Regions from separate parts of the Gossypium raimondii genome. Here region 1 is linked to region 2. A link is a contact called in public Hi-C data. All regions are on one chromosome and are shown on one strand. Each heading gives the region's core, a stretch centred on a gene start, on an enhancer-like site or on the middle of the called end of the contact. The rest is flanking DNA. Distances are from core to core; before and after follow the strand shown. Region 1 holds the start of LOC105797317 (probable E3 ubiquitin-protein ligase RHG1A). Region 2 holds the start of LOC105797316 (polyadenylate-binding protein 2).

Evidence for each region. Hi-C and Micro-C count contacts between places; a contact is called where the count stands out from the background.
Region 1: a contact with region 2 is called in a Hi-C map of leaf, with 4 times the contacts expected there. The contact joins the promoter of LOC105797317 here to the promoter of LOC105797316 in region 2. A contact is called at or near these places in 2 of 2 Hi-C or Micro-C datasets (both in leaf).

What each region holds. Positions count from the first base shown.
Region 1 is chr3:16,323,590-16,329,583 of ASM2569854v1, forward strand. LOC105797317 (probable E3 ubiquitin-protein ligase RHG1A) reads left to right here and starts at 3,106. Exons shown (of 6, transcript XM_012627280.2): 1 at 3,106-3,430; 2 at 4,314-5,994. The coding sequence starts at 4,353.
Region 2 is chr3:16,177,985-16,183,966 of ASM2569854v1, forward strand. LOC105797316 (polyadenylate-binding protein 2) reads left to right here and starts at 2,292. Exons shown (of 10, transcript XR_008194313.1): 1 at 2,292-2,849; 2 at 3,470-3,588; 3 at 3,906-4,562; 4 at 4,663-4,740; 5 at 4,809-4,898; 6 at 5,132-5,266; 7 at 5,502-5,669; 8 at 5,765-5,968.

The DNA of each region.
Region 1 (5,994 bases), core at 1,856-4,355, 150 kb after region 2:
CGGTTCGCTCGATTTTTGATTGCGACCATTGGTTTTCTAACAGTTCGTTGATTTATGATCATGACTGTCATTTTTAAAGCTCGCCAATTTCTTTGACAAGGTGGGGAATAAATCTTTACTTATGAAAAATATAGTTCGTACTATTTTTCCATACAATTTTTACTCCTATACCACACTATCGGATAACCAAACTTGCTCAATAAAGTTTCAAGTTAAAACTTATATGGTACGCCCCAAATTACACGCTTCACACATATAAGTTTTTTAAGAAAAGTCACTTTATAACTCTTCTTTGACAAAGTGAGAGACAAATTGTTATATATAATTATAATAAAAATAACCCGACCCGAAATCCGACCTGATTAATCCCCTATATAATAAAATTCTAAAGACCCTCTTAAAGAAAACGACACTCCAAATCACCATTATTGGATCTTCTTCTACCTGCTTCTTGAAACTCTCTTTCCATTCTCACTTCTGTTGATACTGTATATCAACAAAATTTATGATAGAGATTTGAGGGTGGTCTTGTTGTACTTGTTAAAACATGAGTTATAATTACTAGGACATAGGTTGAATTCGTATTAACATAGTTATTTGTTTTTGAATTTATAATTGTTGGAATTTTTTTTTATTTACGTTGTCAACACATTGGTGATTCCTAGCGTTGAAAATTGATACTGTTAACTCTTGCTTCATTTTCAAGTATAAAAAAATTAGGCATTGTCAACCCATTTCAGTGTTAATTAATAAAGAATTTTAGTGCTTGCTTTAATTGGTTTTCTGTATTTAAAACTATTTTTGCCTTGTTGAAGATTTGGATTAAGTTTGGCCATTTGTTCCATCAAAATTATGCTCTGGACCCAACTTCTGTCTGGTTGTCTGTCATTAACCCCAAGCCTTAGGCCGCCTCATCTTTTCCTTATTGTCTATGTCCCCGAATCTAATCCGCGTTCCTTTCGCAATATAAAGCTACTTCCTTTGTAACTCCCTTCACATTTTTCCAACATCCTTGGTTCTAATTCTGTGGGCACAACCATTTTGGTTACTTCATTATCTTGCTCAAAAGTGTCTTATTCATTTTCCCCTCAAAACCAGTGAAAAACAGGGAGATGAAACTTGGGTCATACTGTCACATAGCTCGATTTCAATTAATTGATTTCAATCACTCCCATAACCCCACCATTCAGAAAAAGGCTTTAAAGAGAGAAGAGCTTGTTTTGAGTAAAAATATCATGAGGGTTCTCAATTAGGAAATAAATTACATTTTGTCTCTTTTACTTTAAAAAATTAAATACATTTGTCTCTATATATTAATAAAAAAACAAGTCAATTTTTTTAGTTAAAAATTACATCAATTTATACCGTTAAAAACCGATGTTGCTCATAGAATAATTGAATAATGATATGTAATATATCACGTATAACTCATATTAATATAGATGAATCAATTAATAGTAGAAATAAATAAAATTTTTAATAAAAATAACTAATTTATTTTTTAATTTAATATTAATAGATTAATTTATTTATTTTTTAAGTAAAAAAATTAAAACATAATCTTACTCGTACTCCATGATAATTTTAGAGGTTGTTTTGTCACTGGGGGTTAATTGCTGAACAGGCACAGCTGCACACTTTGCCCTCAACTGACTCACCTTTCCATTAAAAATTTATAACCAGCGCATCATTCCAACTAGCAAGCATTCCCTCTTTTTAAAATAAGTCAAATCACCTTCCTCTCATTTATTTCCCCCATTATTATTATTATTATTATTATTATTATTATTATTATTATGTTTTTCTCCCTTTTGAAATTAGTGCATAATGTCCAAGTTTTTATATAGTGTGTTGGCTACACATGTAGGTGATAGCCAAGTTTCTAATATTCGCTATGAAGGTTAGGGAATATCATCATTCATCAATATTCAATACTTATCTTATTAATCAATTTTCAGTGCAAGATCTTAAACGATCTGGTTGTGTAAGCAGAACCCATATATCCAAATGGCCACATTAGTAGGATACAAAAAAGGCAAAGAAAAGCAAACACCTTTGAGCTTTTAAGAGAAGAAAAAAGCTAAAACAAACGGTAGAATAAGCTTAGAGGAAAGAGGCCCCACCCCACCCCACCCCACGATGGAGAAATGAACGGCAAGAGAAATAAAGGAAGTTTGGGGGGCAAGAATCTGCAAAACTACACTCATTGTGTTCACATTTTCGCACCTCTTTTAAGCAAAGCAATCATATTTATGTGCACAACTGATATGCACCAATGCCCCCAGACATATTCCACCTGCAATACAAGTTATTGTTCCTCATCTCAAGATAGTGCCTTATTTTTATTTGTCTCATTTTTTTCTTTTAAGTAATAACTTGCAAATCATGGATACATTGATTCTTTTTCCGTTTTTTTTTTTCATTTGAAAAACATGTGATGGAGAAAAGAAATAAACAGATTCCATCTATTAGGGGGGAGGGATAATAGTCAAAATTTATACTCTCAGATTCACAAAAGCACTCAGATATTTTAGGTGTTTATAGGAATAAAAAAGGTAAGAAAATCTGAAAGTTCATTCAAGTAGTATCCCTATTAAAACTATAACAATGCCACGTTTTGTTGAACAGTTTTACATGTCATGCATGTTCTTGGGGTCACAAATAAAAAAGGTTGCTGAGGAGGTGAGAAAGAAAGAGATGCATGTGGAGGGGTGAAAAAGGGCTAAAGAGAAGGGAAGGTGAGGGGTGCAAGTGGAGGTGCTTGGCGCGAAAGTGATGGAAACAAAACAAAACAAAACACGGGGTTGGGGTTTAGTGTTTTGTGGGGCTTAGCCTACGAACCGCATTGGGGGACGGGGTCTTAGAGGTTTGTGAGGGGAGAAAGGGTTGTTTTTTCTTTACTAATATATATATATATATTTTGCATTTTGCAGAATCAAATAGGAAAAGAAAGATTGACATGAAAACCATTTGGTAAGCGGCTGAATAGGACCCCTTTGCCTAGTTGTTGTTGCTGCTGCTGGTATTTATTACTGTATTTGTCTTTATTGCTTTTTGTTATCCAATTCTTTGTTAGGATGCTGCTCTTTATGACCTTTGCCTAGACTCATTTCTTTCTCTTCCTTATTATCGCTCTTTTTCGTTGTGGTTATTTGGTAAAATTACAGATTTTGTCCTCTTTTAATCTCTCTCTTTGTTTCTTACATTTCGTATTTGATTTAATATTTCAAAGATCTTCTGTCTTGCTCCTATTGTTGGGTTTTCTTTTCATCTCTCTCTCTCTCTCTCTCTTTCTTTCTTGAGAAAGGAGAGGTTAATAGCTCAAGACAGCTTTTTTTCATCCGAGTTTTGTGGTATAGTCCTTTTATCTTCTTGTTAAGAGTCTTTTAGATTGATCAAGAATTCAAGATCTTTCATTTCCACCCGTTTGGTGAGCCTTCAAGGTCTGTTCTTTCATTTTTATTTTTTGCTTGATCGGTTGATGGTCAGATGAGATGGATGACTTCTCCCTGTTTCTGGTTTTCTTGAAATTGTTGGTTGTTTGGTTTAATAGGGTCTTTTTTTTCTCTTTCAAAGTTTTGATTTTTTTTCTTTGTTTAAATCTGCATATTCTTTTGGGGTCTTTCCTATTTGTGTTTAAAGCCTCTACCTCTCTTATCTCTTTCCACTGGTTGGTTTATTATTGAATTTCTCTTTAGTAAATTTTCTTTCTTCTATTGTTTGTTTTTGTCTGTATGCTTATGCCTTTTGTTCTATATGGCGCAGCAAGGAAGCTTGAACCTTATTTAATGTCTGGTTTGGTTTTGTTCCATGGTTGGATATCTGCTGTTAGTGGATGCTCTTTATTGTTTGATTTTAATTCTCCCTCAAATGTTTTGAAATTTCCTGATTTAGTTGCACAGTGCCCTTTTGTGGTTCCATGCTTATCAGACCGAGTTTAGAATGGTAGTTCAATGTTTGTGTTTTCTTTGTGGTTCTATGTTGTTAGAAAGCTTTCATATTATTTGGTAGTGTGGATTATCGATTTCAAGTACTTACCCAAGAAAGGGTAAAAAGAATTTGAAGTAAAATTTGCATGCATCACTACCCCTGGTGATAGTTTATAAGCAACAATTGGTTCTTTAATGTCTTCGAGGCAAAATATGTCACTAATACGATTAGAAATCTGGAAATTGATTGAAACATATTTTTTTAATATTTTGTTGTGTTTTTCTTTGCTACTACTTTGTCTAGAATCATTTTGATGCTACTGTTTTCTTTTCACTTTGTTGTGCCATTTGGTTATTTACAATTTTAATTGGTATATTCGTCAGGACTTTAGGATAATTGTACGGAAATTCATACAAGTCCTAATGCAGGGGCAAAGGGGTACTGTTGGTTCCTTGCCCGAAACCATCTTTGTTCATAGCTCTACATCAAGTAATGCTGTTGCTGAACAGCAGGATTGCTGGAATAATATTCGAAATCCTATAGAAAACAGATTGCCTGATTGTTTGCTGTCAACCAATGACATGAACATTGGATATGCGAACTCTATGGGTCAAGAGGAGCAGCTTGGTAGATGGAGCTTGGTTGATGTTAACTCTAGTGGCACACAAAATGAGGTTAGCCATAACGAGTGGAAAACAGATCATAGGTGGTCATCTTCTATTAGTGCTTCTGCAAATGCTGGTCCCAGGTTAGAAGGGCGGAGGTATGAACAGAACTCTTTATTTGCCCAAAGTTCTAATTCTGATACTGTTTCTCAGAATCTGAGGTTAAATGTCGGATTTGCGGGTGTTGATGATAATAGCTGTCAAGTTACAGAACGGCTTAACCTCCATAAGCCTAGTGGATCTGAGAATGAGCAGAATTTACTGGGCACTGGTCCTGAAGCATTTCTACTTTCTTCTGGAAGTGGTAGGTATGTTGTGGATGATAATGATAGCAGACCTGGCTGCTCATATGAGGGTCGTCGTGCATCATGCAAAAGAAAGGCTCTGGAAGGAAATGTTGGGCAGTGCTCTTCTAGTGGAAGTTCTGGCTACTTTCGTAGTGCTGAAAGTAGTGCATGGCATGGCATTTCTGCTAGCCATACAGCAGGAAGCAATGTGAATATATCTCCCCCCTCAAGACAGGTGCACCCGAGACTTGGATTAGATGTCAGAGGATCAGCTTCTAACAGCATTCCCGAACAAATTGTTTTACCACCAACTGCAGAGAGCTCACACAGGAATTTCCATCTGAGAAGAAATCCTTCAAGTATACAGGAGCCTATTGCTCATCCGATATTTCCTACTGGTGATATGTCCTGGCAGGCTGTTGTTTCTTCTGCACAACAGCCATCAAGGCTTTTCCCAGCTAATCATTCTCTGGAATTAAGGTCAGCACCAGTGGTACATAATGCAAATTCTGAAAACCCGAATATCATAAGTCATGTTCCATCTTTGCTGCTAAATGGAGGTTCTGGTCCAAGAACGGGCAGTTCATCAAATTCTAATCCTTTTGCTGATAGAGATGTACCACGTGCAAGACACAAATCAAGAAGCATGGCTAGAAACATATTACATCATCCTATGTTTGTTCCTGCACCAGAATTAAGAACTTTGGTTAGAAATCCAGTTTTAAGCAGTGGAAATATAAGTTCTCCTGGAAATGTTGCCTCTACATCTCATGCAGGCTCAAATAATGGTGCCAATGTGATGTCTGCATCCACCTGGGTTCCTCATCCCAACCCCTCTTCACAATACCCCCGAAGGTTGTCTGAACTTGTTCGTCAATCATTAATGTCTTCCCTTGGCACTGAATCTGGAGGCCAGAGCAATCATTCTTCACTTCCTTCAGGACCTACTACTTCTCCGGAAGCGATGCTGCTTTCCTCTCATGTAGCTAGCCAGGTTCCCCATCGTCTGTATCCTAGGTCATTGCCATGGTTGGAGAGACAAGATGCTGGTTTTGTTGGAATTCCCCACTCATTGCGAACTTTAGCTGCTGCCACTGAAGGCAGAAGCAGGC
Region 2 (5,982 bases), core at 1,042-3,541:
GTAGTGATGAGAAAGGTGGAACCAATGTATTATCGACAATCCAACTAGCCAAGGGTATTAATGGCAGAAAGAATATTGACTCGGTAGATCGAAGTGCTATAGGGACCTCCTTGAAAATGCTAGAGGTGCGGCAAACTAATGCGAACCCTGCTGAGTCATCAATAGAGCTACCACCTATAAGAGAGGTGGGTTGTGTATCAGGCTTTAAGGGTAAAATAGTGATGCAAACTGTGCAGTTGAAATGAGTAAATGCAACGAGCTAGATACATCTCAAACACTTATCTAGTGTTTTTCATTTTGACTTATTGTTAGCTTAGCAAGGACATAGGGACCATTTTAGAGTTTTGAAATGGATAAGTCAAAGGGCTTACAAACTAGAGTTAGTAGGAATACTTAAGGTTCACTCGATGTTTAATGTGAGAATGCCAAAACCTATTCGTAAAGATCAAGAGGATCCCGATTGAGGAAAGTCACAATTTGGGCGAGTAAAAGTGACGGGATCTTGTGAAGGAGATGTACCAAAAAGGAGTGAAATGGTCCGATTTAGGTGATTACGGAAGCCGAGGCAAATATTCCAAGAAGCGGAACTACCCGACAAAGAGGTTAGTTGAAGGACAACTGAGGCATCGAGAAAGTTCTAAGGTGAATAAAACCAGTGTCATTCGGAGTACACAACGAGGGTATTGCGAGCATGGGAGAGGGAGAATGTCATGGGTTGCAGATCAATTGATTAAATAAGACTCATTTAACACTCTTAAACTAACCCGACTCATGGAACATATGGAGAAATCCATCTACTTGAAACCTTGGTGGCCCAATGAAACACTCCAGTAAAATTAGAGTTATCAGAGTAAATAATGTAAATCTTAAAGGGATAAGATTGTATATAGTTTAAATCCATTAGGAATCTCAATTATAGATAGGCTCTAATATTTGATCGTCGATGTAACTCAATCTTTACCGTTGGTTTTAAGGGAGCTCAACTATAAATAAATGTCTTCCCCCTCATTTGTTAATCATTCCATTCATAGTTGTGAATATATTTGAAAATATTTACTGAAACACTTGACATGTTTTACTTTCTTGTGGCATTTTCGGTTCTTCTGTTGCTTTTTAGTTTTGAGACTAAAAACCAAGAAATCGCCTAAAGTCGCATAGATTGCGAGACTAAAGTTCTAATCCCGTGACAATTGCACACAGATTATTAATTTTTAATGGTTAAGATTATATCTCCCATATAACTTATATTTAACGACAAATTTTTTAAATATTAATAATCCATATATCAATTACCTAAATTAGTATTGGATATAGATGGAAGAAATTTATATAGGACGAGTGCCAAACCCCGAGTGTACCATAATACCATAATTAATAATGTATATGTATTTTAATTTTACAGCGTATTGCTTTCTTGCCTTAAGAAAGAAAGTAGAAAAACTAGTATTTGAACCTGATCTGAAAAATGTTGGATTCTATTATTTCCATTTTGACTTATTAGAAATTTTATCATACACATGTGTAGAAATTACATATCCAGAATATAGTGTTTATTTAAAATAATATATAATAAATAATAAAGTATATGATGCGAAACTAATTAATAATAGCACATGACATATATACGATATTAAAATAAAAAAAGATTAATCTATGAGTAAAAATAAATTTAAATACGTAAATACATTAAATTAGAAAATACTAAATTCACTATAACTATTTATCTCAATGTTGTTAGCAATCTTTAGTTAGTGTCAAGTTAACTTGGTGCATCAATTTAATCAAGAACTTTATTAATATAAATAATTAATAAAAGTAGTAAAGTATGTATAATAAAATTAAAATGTATAAAATAAAATAAAATACAAATTTGAGTGGAAGATTAAGGTTTCTCAATGCAAATAATGTAGATTCAAATCTTACTAAATTCAAAATTTTATTAATTTTTAAAAGAATTAAGAATATACTCTAATAATATAAATTAAATAATAATATAAATACTTTGAGTGGGTTGGGTCTATTTTTAAAATTTAATTTGAATTATTCGATTTTTATATATAAAAAATAAAAACCAAACTACAATAATCTGTCTGCTTTTCAAAATTTGTAAATAAGCTGAGACTTCTTAACTTACCGTAACTGTCGCAACTACGATAGACACGTGCCATATGACATTCCAATTGTCACGCGAGCAATCAATCATCGGACTGCTGGAATTTGTTTCCAAGAAAAAGATCCGACGGTCCCGATAAGCTTTTCCGAAACCAAGTGGGTTTCTTCATTCCTATAAGAATAATACAGTTACTGCTTTGCCGGCGCGGTGCAGTTTGTTCTGCCCTCCCCTTCTTTATCATTACTTTAATTTTTTTCTCCCTCTGCCCGGATCTCCGACGATATTATCCCTTTTTATTCCTCCCTCTCCTCTTTTATCCCCCAAAATTCTAAAAGAAGTTCTCCCACATTTCATATTTAATTCTAAAAAATTTTCAATCTTCTTGTTTCTCTATTGTTTTGTTTTGATTGAATAAAGAGGAGAGGGAAACATAACAAGAAAAAAAAATGAACTAGAAGAGTTAGGGTTCGAGCCAAGGTTTTGTGGATGGCGCAGGTTCAGGTTCAGCATCATGCGTCGGTTTCGGGGCCAATCAGTGTCGCGTCGGGGCACGGAGGAGCGCAGTTCATGCCGACTTCACTCTATGTTGGGGATCTTGATGTTTCAGTTACTGATGAGCAACTCTACCAAACGTTTGGCGAGGTGGCTCCGGTCGTTTCTGTGAGGGTTTGTCGGGACACGGCGACTGGCCGCTCTCTCGGATATGGCTACGTCAACTATAACAATCCTCGAGATGGTTAGACTTCAACTTTACTGCGAACTGCTCATTTCTTTAATATTTAAAGCGGTTTGTTGGTTAGACTGTGAATTCTTCTTTTTTGTGTATGTGGTTCTCTGTTTTGGGATATTTAAGGACCATGCGGTTATTTGAAAATTTTGAGCTATTAAGGATGTGTAGATATTAGTGAATTTACTTTAATTCTAAAGCTATTCAAGCTGATCGCTGTTGTAATATAATTTATTTGCAGTTTTCAGTGTATCATAGTATCAATGCGAGTTACTGATTTCCATGAATAGTGAATTGTTAAAAGTTGTAAGTTTTGATTAATTAACCTGAAGTATGGACCTTACATTCTACGTTTTACTTTTGAGTTATGCAGAATGTATGTAGTTTGTAGATATAAGAAATTATTTTTGCTAAAGGTTTGAGGTTTAACCTTTTTGCCAAATTTGCCTTGCATTATCATCCAAAGGGTCGCTTGAACTTCCGTATTAGAAGTTAACTTTAATTTTTAGTGGAGCTTTGGGATTAATTTCTATCAAGTTCATGTTTTAGATCATGACAAATTGGGAGAATCAACTCTTTCTTTTGAATTGTTGAGGTTGCTTACTATGCCTTGTTATTCATGTCTGCAGCGGCTAGGGCATTGGATCTACTGAATTTCACTCCAATGAATAATAAGCCTATCCGAATCATGTATTCTCAACGGGACCCTAGTCTTCGTAAGAGTGGTACTGCAAATATATTTATCAAGGTATTTTTCTTTCCCAATTTTCCCTCCCTTTTGTTCCATTTTAATTCCTGTTCTATACTAGGTTCCTTTTTCCTCTAAAACTAGAAGATTGGTCATTTAGTTGCACGTCACTAGGCATTTTGGGTTTCAAGCTCTTGCCCATTTAAACTCTCTCCGTGCGTGCTCAATTTCTGTGAAAATATATTTGCAAACAATTCTTTCTTTGATTTTCCTCTTTCTATTTGCTGTATCCATTCACATGCATGCATAATTTCTAGATAAAAGACTGTATAAGTTGCTTTTATGTTTACCTATGCCTTCGTTTTTGTTCTTTCCAGAATCTGGACAAGTCAATTGACCACAAAGCATTACATGATACGTTTTCTTCCTTTGGCAACATTCTTTCTTGCAAGATATCAACTGATGGTTTGGGCCAGTCCAAAGGCTATGGTTTTGTGCAATTTGACAATGAAGAATCTGCTCAAAATGCAATTGATAAATTAAATGGTATGTTGATTAATGACAAGCAGGTCTATGTTGGACATTTCCTTTGTAAGCATGAAAGAGAGACTGCACCAAATAAGGTCAAATTCAATAACGTATATGTGAAAAATCTTTCTGATACGACAACTGATGAGGAATTAAAAACAATTTTTGGTGAGCATGGTGAAATTACTAGTGTTGTAGTTATGAGGGATGCAGATGGGAAGTCTAAATGTTTTGGATTTGTGAACTTTGAAAATGCTGATGATGCTGCTAAAGCCGTTGAAGCTCTGAATGGAAAGAAATTTGAAGATAAAGAGTGGTATGTTGGCAAAGCCCAGAAAAAATCTGAGAGAGAGCATGAGCTAAAAGCTCGATTTGAGCAAAATATGAAGGAAGCTTCTGATAAATTCCAGGGTTTGAATTTATATATTAAAAACTTAGATGATAGTATTGGTGATGAAAAATTGAAGAAAATGTTTTCAGAGTTCGGTAACATCACTTCATGCAAGGTTTGCAAATTGCTTCTAGATGTTTGATTGTTGATGCTAACATATCCTACTTCTATTGATATTTAGTTTGTTTTCCCTTTTTTCCCTAAAAATTTTAAAGATTATGCGTGATCCTAGTGGAATTAGTAAGGGATCTGGATTTGTTGCATTTTCAACACCTGAAGAAGCATCTCGTGCAGTAAGTTTGGTTTATGTTATTTCTTTGTGTGGTCAGCTAGTATAATCTAATACACTATTTATCTACAGCTTGCTGAGATGAATGGTAAAATGATTGTTAGCAAGCTGCTATATGTTGCGCCTGCACAAAGGAAAGAAGAGAGAAGAGCACAGCTACAGGTAATACAATCGATGATAATTTCATGGACCATCATTAAAGTATTTTTAGTGTGCTTAGTGCATAATTTCATTTCGGTGTTTATCTGGTAATATGTTTCCTTTTAATAAAGGGAAATGTATTTGAATTTCAAAAAATCTAGTCCACTCCAGTTCTTTGAGATTTAAGTGTTTCTGAAAGTTCCATGAATCAGTCTATTTTAATTAGTTTTCTCACGTTTCTTTTGTTCATTCAGGCTCAGTTTTCTCAAATGAGGCCACTTGCAATCCCCTCAGCCGCTCCTCGGATGCCAGTGTACCCTTCTGGTGCTCCAGGTCTTGGCCAACAATTTTTCTATGGGCAAGCACCTCCAACTGTCATTCCTCCACAAGTAATATATCTTCTTGTCCTTTACTTCACTTTCTTGTTCTTTTGGATGTTTGGTTGATTTTAATTTTTTGGTTGTCCCTTCCACTTTTTCCACACCATCCACCGCTCCAATAATTAGGGCTGTGTTAATATTATTCTCTACCAGTATGGGGTTTCAAATAGGTAAACACTGTTTGCATTTGCATTGAAGAGAAATGAATTTTAAATTTGCTTTTTTTTTGCTTTGTCTATTCTAGGCTGGATTTGGCTATCAGCAGCAACTGGTTCCTGGAATGAGGCCTGGTGGACCTCCTATGCCAAATTACTTTGTTCCCATGGTACAGCAGGGCCAACGCCCTGGTGGACAACGAGGAACAGGTCGAGTACAACAGGCTCAGCAACCAGTTTCATTAATGCAGCAGCCGGTAAGCTGTATGCACATATAAGTATAAGCCTGCATTTGATTCCCTTGCTTTTGCTGATGTCTTTTTTTCCTCCTAATTCATCCAATTTGTTCCAGATGCTCCCCAGGGGACAAGTTTATCGTTACCCGCCTGGTCATAATATGCCTGAAGTTGCACCGTCAAATGTTCCTGGAGGCATGCTTTCCATTCCATATGATATGGGTAGCATGCCCGTGCGAGATGCTGGCAGTGGACAGCCTATTCCGGTTACTGCTTTGGCTACATCACTTGCAAATGCAACACCTGAACAGCAGAGGACGGTGAGTCCTTTTTG